Regions from separate parts of the Triticum aestivum genome. Here region 1 is linked to region 2. Evidence: chromatin contacts called from public Hi-C data. All regions are on one chromosome and are shown on one strand. Each heading gives the region's core, a stretch centred on a gene start, on an enhancer-like site or on the middle of the called end of the contact. The rest is flanking DNA. Distances are from core to core; before and after follow the strand shown. Region 1 has its middle 110 kb from the start of LOC123080363. Region 2 holds the start of LOC123080362 (NAC domain-containing protein 83).

Region 1 (5,028 bases), core at 380-2,879, 460 kb after region 2:
GACGACACGGCCCTATTGTCATCCCTAAACGGACGAAATTCGGGCAAAATTGATATCCGTTTGGGTCGTACATCGGAGTTGCCCGAACCGGCCCGCGGTGGTGGTTCCTTGCATGGAAGTGTGAGCTTGGAGCACACACAACTTCCAACACGGGGTACTCATCTAATGGTACTACCTTGATCTGATTGACGAGTGGTTGAGTGAGGACGTGAGGTGAAGGCACAATTGAAGGGAAGACCGAGGCACATGGGCCAGCAGCAGCTTGTGGTTAACTTCGAATCTTGGCTGCGTGGGGAACTGGAGATGGCAACCCATCGTTTTTAGTAGTCGTATGCCCCATGGTTTCTCTTCTTTGTTGTGTTTCCTGTCAGTCTCACACATATGTAGGAGTAGCATTTAACTGCAATAATATTATGATGGTTTGTTCGGTCAGAATAGAGGGTGCGCCCGACTAATAAGTTTATTTGTGGAGAAGACTTTTTTTCTTTTGAGAATGAGAATGAATTTGTGCAGAAGATTTTGTAATCAAGGTCTGTCAATTTGCTATCGATGTCAAACCATAAGCACGCAAGCACTAGCTTAAGCTAACCCAGCTGTCATGCATGTCACCTAATCCCGAGTACTGTATATCTTTCAGCCCAACACGCACACATAAACTAGGCAAATTTGACAAATTTGACCTATAGACGAAATCAAATCACAGAATAAACTATCCGTGAAACTATTTCACGCGGCCGACCTTTTTGTGTGACGCCCGACACGAAGGCGCCACACTACACTGTGCAACGCCTCACAGATAGGCGCTACACGGCCAGTGTCGCACCCGTGTGATCAGAAAATTACTAAGTCAGTGTGCAGCGCCTGAGAGCTAGGCGCCACACTGTATAGCGCCTAGCTCCTAGGCGTTGCACTAGTGCAGCGCCTAGCTCCCAGGCGTTGCACTAGGGCAGCGCCTAAGAGAGCGCCTAAGAGCTAGGCGCCACGGGTCAGCCGCGTGAAATAGTTTCACGGACAGTTCATTCTGTGATTTGATTTCGTCTATAGGTCAAATTTGCCCATAAACTAAGCCCAAGTGAACAGCAACAAGCCAATCAATCGGTGTCTAAACTACGTGCATGTGGTGGCACGCTGCTGGACGCCGCCGACCGACCGAAAGGTGGGCGAAGGCTATGTTTTGCCATCGTTTCGTGTGAGGTCTCCACCACCCAACGATAGAGATCTTGGGAGCTCACACACGCCACTCCCCCTTTGAGGTCAGTCAGTCAGTCGGTGATACCCCTACATGCATGCATCAGGTAGCCAGCCTAGCAGCATCTCCCTCTACAACAGGGGGGAAGAGACAGCGAGTGGGAGTGTCCTGTAGCAGTTGCTTGCCCAGCTTCGTTTTCCAAGACCATCCATCCATCGAAGTGTCAACCATGCACGACAGACGGACACGGGTGGGCTAGCTACGCTGCGCATGCATTGCACTTGCACGGTCGTCCCAAAAAGTCCATCAGGCATATGGGCTCCCTCTCCTCTCCTCTCGCTTGCAATTGCAAGTCACCGCCATGACTCGTGCATGTATGCGCCACAAGGAAAACGATGTGACGAGGAGGAGTAGCTTTATGGGACAGCATGGGCCGGCGGACAGACAGACGTACGTACGGCACTACCTCCGGCCGGTCCTTGCACTGCACACCAACTACCACCGCTCTAGTGGGTCTCTGGCTATCGGTTTCGTCGCACAAGAAGCAACGCCACGGACGCTCCCTCTACAGGCGTCTTCAATCCGAAGAGTGGACCTGGATAATTCTGTTACTTGGAAACCCTACCCTGTAATCACGATTAGGAGAGGCCCTACGAGGTTTATGTATGATCATTTCGGAAGTGCAGCGGCAAAATCGCACAGGTACCGTCCGCAAACCACATCATCAAACTGCATGGACCTCTCTGCTGGGGCCACGCGCGTATGCATGTGGTGATCGTGACTCAATCAACCAATGACGATGGTGGAACGCCGAAAGTCATCTTTTGATCCCGAGCTCATCTGCTCCCGCATGAACAGTAAAATCGAAAAAATATTAAAAAGAAATCAAAAAATTCTAATTTTTTTTGAGAGAAACATTGACAAAAGTTCTAAGCGCCTGCAAAAATTCATCATGAAATCACATTCCTGTAAGGCGTGGCAAAAAAACTAATTCAATGCTTCAAAATGCTTTTGAAAGTAGCTTTTTCAGAGTACTGTTTTTGTTTTTTTGCCATGCCTTCTAGGAATGTGATTTCATGACGAATTTTTGCAGGCACTTAGAACTTTTGTCAATGTTTCTTCCAAAAAAAATTGGAATTTTTTGAATTTTTTTTTATATTTTTTCGATTTTACTGATCATGCGGGAGCATATGAGCTCGGGATCAATTCCTCTCCGTCCGTGGAACGCAGATATATGCCCGTCGAGCTTACTTTCTTTCCAAAGCTAGCTAGCTACTGTATCTCCTACACCTACAGTAGTGTACTCCAATAGTTTTAGCTGACGAGCCCGCGCAATTCGCAGTTGGCTCCAAATTAACGGACCTCCAATATGCTTGCTGACCAAAGTGTCGGTGTCAGTGCGCCGTAACCGTGGTACTTTTCAGAACAATTTTGCTAAGTCTTAATCGACTGAGACTTTGTTATGTCTCAGTCGATATTATCTTCCTTTGATTTTTCATGGAGATTCATGCAAACATTTCTTTTTAGGTTTTCTTTGTTTTTCTTACATAGTAGTATATCACTTGACTGAGATTTGATTAAGTCTCGGTCGACTAAAATCTAGCCACACCCACAAAGTTCATGAGAGCTTGAATTAGGAAGTTTACATTGTCATGGACGCAAACTAGCCAGGTGCCTTGTGGTACGACTATGGGCATTTCAGGTGCGGACATTCGCATGTGGTGGAGCCCATGCATGGATTCGAAGGTGCGAAGAAAGACGAGCTAGCGACGCGTTTGGTTCGTAACTTTTCCACCGTCTTTCGATTACAGCGTTTAATGAAAACGTTACTGGTGTCTCATTCGGCTAGACCGGTTTCCATCACCCTATAATAACATACGGTGTTTTGTAAAGCCCAAAATGCGACATGCCGACTGGTTACGAAAAATGCTCGATCCCCTTTTCTTTTCTCCGCTCGTCTACGCCTCTTCTCCTTTTTTGTTCGTAGCTTACCAAGCTAAGCGCTTGGTCGTCTACGCCTCTCCTCGTGTCCGCCTCGTCTCGTCTCCACCATGAGCCCTCCCCTTCGCTGCCACGACCTTCCCTTGTCGACCGAGTGGGAACGCCGGGCCTCTTCCTCCCCTGCCGCAAGAACACTAGTGCAGAACCGGCCTTTATCACCGGTTCGTAAGGGCCTTTAGTGCCGGTTCTGCAACCGGCACTATGGAGTGGAGACTAAAGCCCCCCTTTAGTACCGTTTTGGCACGAACCGGCGCTAACGTGCCACCACGTGGCACGAGCCAGGCCCGGGTGCGTGTAGGACATTAGTACCGGTTAGTAACACCAACCGGTACTAAATGTTTGGGTGTGTTTTGGTTTTAATTTTTATTTTTCCTTTAGTTTTGTGTTTTCAATTTAATTTAGTGATTGTTTTACATTATAATGAGTTGTTAAATTATTAGGTGAAAGTACCGTAGATTAGTTTCGACTGGATGCATGTGGATCCTAACTAAGTGATCAAGTATATGCCATATTGATCAAGTAATATGGATATGGCATATACTTGATCACTTAGCTAGGATCCATTCAGTTGAAACTAATATGCGGTTTCTTTCATAAATGATATAATAACTCATCATCATCATCATCATCATATTAATATAAAAACTCTTGCATCGTATCATCACCAACAACAGTATATACTAGCTAGCAAAGATATCATCGAGTTCACCATGGTCATGATATTATAAGCGTTCATAACACCACAAAAGCAAATCACTCTTTGAGATTAAGTTCAGGACGAAGAACACGGACACGCATGAGAGGACACAACAAGTACTAAGAGCATGATAACTAGCTAAATCACTCCTGCTGCTCTCTCTCTCAGGTAAAATAGCATAGAACATGTATAACTCTCCTGATTCATCATATTGGAGCATGCAGATGAACCTGTCTCCTAATCATGGGTTGCGCTTCTGATTGCTGCCCCCTAGTACTTCTCTGCGATCGTTAACAATTTTGCTCCAATCTTTCACTATTAAGCATTAATCGCTTTCAGAAATCCTGAATGCACTCATGTGCACTGTAGGATATCTTGGCCGTAAGCTAACAATTGACATGCGACCTTTAGTCTCGATCCACTGAGGCACAACTGTTATCGGGAGTCCCTGTTGAAGAACATCGTATAGTAATTAATATACTTAGCAATTAAAGTTTAGCTTGAAAAATAATGTATGCAAAATATGCACTGAGGACTAATAGTAAAAATCTTACCATCTTTCCTAAATACATGTGACCGTAGTTCAATACGATCACTATTGGTCGCACATTTTGAGTACTAAGATTTTCAAATTCAGGAAAATGATTTCTCTTAACAGCATCAAGATCCTCAAGCCATGAAACATAATGACTTATCTCCTCGCAGTTTAGTTCAGCTCCGGGACAGTAGTAGGTCATGTCTACCAAGCGCCGGACATGTTTGCTTGAATGGAAATAAGTTGTCAATAGAAATTAGTTGTCAACTATTTTTGAATAAACAATATCAAAGACATAAATATGGTTGAGAAACTCACATAATGTAGAACTGGAGGCGTCTGCACATCGACCCAGATGTGCCTATTACCTTCAATATCATCTTCCGGACGAATATCAAAGGTGATAACCATATCAGGCTCAAATGCAAAAGCCTTGCATAGTGCTTGCCAAGTTTTGCATTCAAAATAGGTGTACGTGTCTGCATTGTATAATTTGACGTTGAAAGTATAACCAGCATGCTCGGTCTTCAGGTAAACTCTCTTTACCTCCATAGTTTTCATAGCACTGAAACCTATCTTATCCAAGACAAAAATTCTTGCATGGCA
Region 2 (5,082 bases), core at 1,772-4,271:
GTGAGAAAAAAAGTTCATCAAAACCTATCAACATGGGATCTAGTTTTGAAGATCTCGACGCGAGGAATCCAATGGTGAAAATGGTTCGAGATTTGGACGCACGGTTTAAGAGATAAAACGTTTTGAATAAACGGATCTTAAAAAAAAGGAAAACTCCCAGGTTGCGACAAGTGGCGCGCTGCATGTGCGCCACCTGTCGCGACCTGGAAAAATAAAGTGTTCTTTGCAAAGAGTACTACTTTAATTAGTGACACTTCGACGCAGAATGCGTCACACAGGATATTCCCGTATTCCGGGCCTGGCTAGCATGTTTTCATGCTGGGCGCACAACAGTAAAGGGCCGGCCCATATAATTTAGTTTTTTGTACGTTTTTTCTCTGGCTTTCTTCTTCTTCTTTTTCTTTTTTTCTCGGTTTTCCTTTCCTTTTAATTTTTGTTCTTATTTTTATTTTTCTATTTTACGTGAATAGTTTTCAAATTTGTGAACTTTTCCCCAGTCCGTAATTTGTTTTTCAAATTGGTGAATATTTTTCAAATGCATGAACTTGTATCTCGTGAACTTTCTGAAATTTCGGGAATATTTTTTCAATTCCGTCAACATTTTTATTTTCAACAAATGTCTCAAACCCACAAACTTTTTTTCAAATTGGTGGCTGTTTTCTATTTTGTTAAGAATTTTTAGATAATTTACACTTGGTATATATCTGTTAATGTTGTGCTGGAAGTAGGGTTAAATAGCACTATTAGCGTGCGGAGTTCAAATCCGGCTTCTCCCAGAATAACGAGCGGAGCAATCCATTATTTTTTTGTTTTTTTGGGGTTGCTAGGCCATCCATTTTTTGTCGTTGGCCAAGTAAAGATAAGAGTACTGCAAACTACTGTTGAGGCCAATTCTCCGAAGGAAAAATAATGGTTGCAGTCGATACTACTAAGTTTCTAATTTCATGGATTTTTGTGAGAAAATTTTCGATCGATTCATCTACAATCATGGTAGTACAATGAACACTAGAGCTAATAAAAATATATCTAGATTTATAGACCACTTAGCGACGACTAAAAGAACTGAAGCGAGTCGAAGGCATGCCGCCGTCATCGCCCGTCGCTCGTCGGAGTCGGGCAAAACTTGTTGTTGTAGGCAGTCGGGAAGTCGTCGTGCTAAGCCCTCATAGGACCAGCGCAGCAGAACAACAACCGTCGATAATGAAGAGTAGCGTAAATCAAAAGGATCTAACAATCCACACGAACATAGACAAACGACGAACAGTTTCGAGCAGAACCACAAAAACATAGATCCGCCGAAGACACATTTCCACACGTCCACCGTCAGTGCTAGACGCATCATCAAAAATGGGGCCAGGCAGGAAGAACCGTATTTCATCTTTAGGGAGGCGGTGGCGTCTCGTCTTACTGGGCAGGATAGAAACCCTAAAAAACTCGAAGTAACTTCTAAAAGACGAAGCCCTTCCACCCGCAAGGGCCGGTATCCATCACGCTACCATAGCCCTAATGCCATAGGAGACGAGGCGGACCGACGGCGGCACCGATGGGAGGCAGAGAAAATCTAATCTTAGGGAGGAGGTGGCGGCTACGTGAGGCGACGGCTGCTCCTCACGTATTTGGTTTTGGTGTGGTCCACCTAATTCCATGGGTTGTGAAGCAGAAATGAAGGCAGGAACACGTACGTGGTGGAGAGCAAACACTGGAGAACAAAAGATCATCTGTGTTTTTTCTTGTTGACAAGTCCCGCTCCATGACCAGTCCCTGAAGGCTGAAGGAATAGCGGAAGTGCCAAATCGTCCGAGACACAGGTGCTTGGTGCGTTCTCTCCCCGTCAGCACAACAGTGGAGGGATCGTCGCTGGCGCCGGTGGCCAACCGGCCCGTCGCGCCGGACGCCCGCGCTACCACGGATGGGCATACACCACCGCGCATGCATCGACAAGACCAACCGCATGCACAAAAGGGTGCCCGTCCAAACGGAAACGGTACTAGTCACGTGGTTGAGTAGAGACCAGTCCATGTACCGATGGATCGCCCGTCGCCGGAGTCCGGACGGAACAGCACCGGTGCCGGGACGGCAGCGAGGACGGGACAGTTCACGTGACGGGAAAGCGCAGGCGAGAACGACGTACCGAGAGCCAGACCTGGCTAGCCAGACAGCCGGGCACGGACGGACGCACGCACCCATGGACGAAGGAAGCTAGTACACAATGTTGCAGTGCGTGCTAGTGATGCCGTCCACGCGCACTGCCCGATGCCCAATGGCCGTGCGTGGCAGCGTGCATGCATGGCGCCGCGCGCCGCGCCCGTGCCCCGTCCACTTCACCCGTGCAGCCGCCCGGCCGGGGGACCTCCCCTCGGATGCCGCAGCAAAGCCAAAGCCGGAGCCAAAGGCGGGGGCGGAGGGGCAAGTGGCAACGGCGACGGACGGCCGTGCATTTGACTGGGAAAGCCGCTGTAAAGTCCACCCCAAAAGCTGCAGTAATTAAGCTTGAATGATGCTTCAACCCGGACGGTGAACTGGTGAAGTAATTAAGCTTGAATGATGCTTCTCGCACAGCCCATCCATCTCTTTTGGGCACTGCCGCACGGGCACGCGAGGTGTCAGCGGGGGAGCGACTTTCCCTCCGATTCCTTCTCCGAGGCCAAGGAGACGACGATGATAACAATAATAAATAAATTGAATGCTGGAATCCAAGGTAGGTGGCCGCTGAGGCCGTTGAGTCCCCGTTCCAGCGCGTTGCTGTAACGTGGAAGCTTCTCCTTCCCCCTCCCTCCCTCCTCCAGCACAAAAGAAAAAGAAAAGGAAGGGAGGAGATGAGAAGGAATTTCGTTTCGTTTCCACGGGCGCAAAGAAAAGAAAAGAAAAGAAAAGAGAAAGAGATAATCGGGCGCGCACGAAAAAGATAGTCTTTCGATGCCTTGTTCTCCTTCCCCTCTCCCCTCCCGGAGACAGGTGCAGAGGGACCCTGCGTGCTCTGCTTGCTTAAGCCCGGAGCTCACCGGTTGGAGGGTGATTAAGGGCTGCACGGGACGCCCGCTTCCTTTCTCTGTTCCCTTCGCTTGATGGAAAGGGCAGGAAGAAAGGAAAGCCGAGCTCGCCGATGGCGGTTGAGTGTGTTTCACGACACCGGCTGCCTTCCTGCCCGCCACTATATAACCGCCAACCTCCTCCCCCTTTCCCGCTAGCTATCATCCCGCACCCAACTACTCTCTGCTAGCTCCGTCCTCCATGGAGGGGCGAGCGAGTACCTGAGTCTGACTTGCATGTGAGCGAGCCTACAGCAAGCACACGGCCTATTGACCCATCCGAGACAGAGAGAGGGAGTAGTCTTTGCTTGCTTAGTTGGGTTGTGTCTTTGTGTGTGCATCTATGGCGCTGCCGGCGGAGAGACGGGCGGAGGAGGCCCCGGGCGTCGGGGGGTGCCGGGTGCCGGCCGGGCAGGGCGGGCTGCCCATCGGCTTCCGGTTCCGGCCCACCGACGAGGAGCTGCTGCTGCACTACCTGCGCCGCAAGGCCCTCTCCTGCCCCCTCCCCGCCGACATCATCCCCGTCGCTGACCTCGCGCGCCTCCACCCATGGGACCTGCCAGGTACGCTCCACTTACTCGCCATATCACTGACCAACGGAGCTGCGGCTGCATTGCTGGCGCATTGCGCTGACTGTTTGCCGTGTGCGTGCAGGCGAAGCCGACGGCGAGCGCTACTTCTTCCACCTGCCGGCGACGGGGTGCTGGCGGAAGGGCGGGGGCGCCGGCAGGGCGGGCGGCAGCGGCGTGTGGAGGGCGTCCGGGAAGGAGCGGCTGGTCGTGGCGCCCCGATGCGGGCGGCCCATCGGCGCCAAGCGGACGCTCGTCTTCTGCCGCCCCGGCGGCGCGCGCACCGGCTGGGCCATGCACGAGTACCGCCTCCTGCCCGCCGGCCTCGCCGCCTACGCCACCGCCAAGAGCCTCCACGCCGCCAAGGACTGGGTGGTCTGCCGCGTGTTCAAGAAGGCCACGCCAGCGCGCCACGGCACAGCGGGGCGGCGTAGGGGGGACGCCGACGCCGACATGACACCGGCATCGCCGTCCCCGGCGTCCTCATGCGTGACCGAGTCGCGCAGCGGCATGGAGGAGGACGAGGATGAGACCGCCTCCAATTCGCCGCGGCGAGAGGATTAGAGCAGCTGACCTGACCTCAATCATGGTCCCTGTAATTTTCTAATGAGTGCCCCGTTAATTCGTCGAACCGCTAATGTGGTAGCACTAGTAGTACCTCGTAGTAATCATCAGTCCCAACTTATCAGGAGAAACAAACTGAGCTCAAGCAATCAGCAAACCGAGCTCAAGCAATCAAACACCTCACCATGTTTGACGAGTGAGCCGAGAGAGCTCACTGTGAATCAAAGAGTTCATGTTCCAAGGTTAAATCGGAGTTCTTTTGCTCGTGAATTCCAGCTTCTTCTTGTACTACTACAAATCAACAACTAAAGAATGAACTATGTAGCGACTGCAAACAGCTACAGTAGAAACACAGAGCGGCGGCGCAGAGAAAGCAGGGGCAGAAAGGCGTCGGAGCTCAGTTCATGGAGGCAGAAAGCGAACGGATTCACGAATTTTGTGATAAGCTACGGCTGTGCGTGTGCGTGCGTGGTGATGATGGCGCCACTGAGTACTGATCCAACGATCGATCGACTGATTGGATTGGATACTCGAATCCACTCAGGCTCGGTCCGGAGATGCGTTTCTTCTTCCTCCCGACGCCGGGCCCCCGCCGGGCGACAGGAATATTTCCAGCCATCAAAAGGGGCCCCCGTTATTGGCAAGGGGAATAGGAATCCCGGCCGGTCCAACCAACGAACGAATGAGAGAACAATTTTCCTTCCGGCCATCGCCGCATCGATCCGGAGCATCCCGTGCCCGCCTCATCTCGTCTCATCTCACTTAGGCTCGAAGTGAGAATCATATCGTATCGATCGAAGCCGAATATAAGACGGACAGATTTGGAGGAATCAACCGAGACCGAGACCGAGACCGGACATGCGTTCACAGTTTCACACTGTCACTGTCTCATTCTTCTTCTTCTCCAGGCAGCTAATACT

The links. A called contact is a pair of places that touch in the nucleus more often than the background predicts.
Region 1: a contact with region 2 is called in a Hi-C map of leaf, with 4 times the contacts expected there. The contact joins the enhancer-like site here to the promoter of LOC123080362 in region 2. A contact is called at or near these places in 3 of 5 Hi-C or Micro-C datasets (leaf, root and an unstated tissue) and 1 of 1 datasets of contacts at active chromatin or transcription factors (leaf).

The regions. Positions count from the first base shown.
Region 1 is chr3D:546,598,307-546,603,334 of IWGSC CS RefSeq v2.1, forward strand. No RefSeq gene overlaps it. Among protein-coding and RNA genes, the nearest start is that of LOC123080363, 110 kb to the right of the region's middle. Within about 2 kb of position 1,630, at least 6 of the 8 cell types and tissues checked have an H3K27ac peak or open chromatin away from gene starts, as enhancers often do. A contact at or near this core is called in leaf, where this site is marked.
Region 2 is chr3D:546,139,690-546,144,771 of IWGSC CS RefSeq v2.1, forward strand. LOC123080362 (NAC domain-containing protein 83) reads left to right here and starts at 3,022. Exons shown (of 2, transcript XM_044503269.1): 1 at 3,022-3,592; 2 at 3,684-4,410. The coding sequence starts at 3,373. The coding sequence ends at 4,162.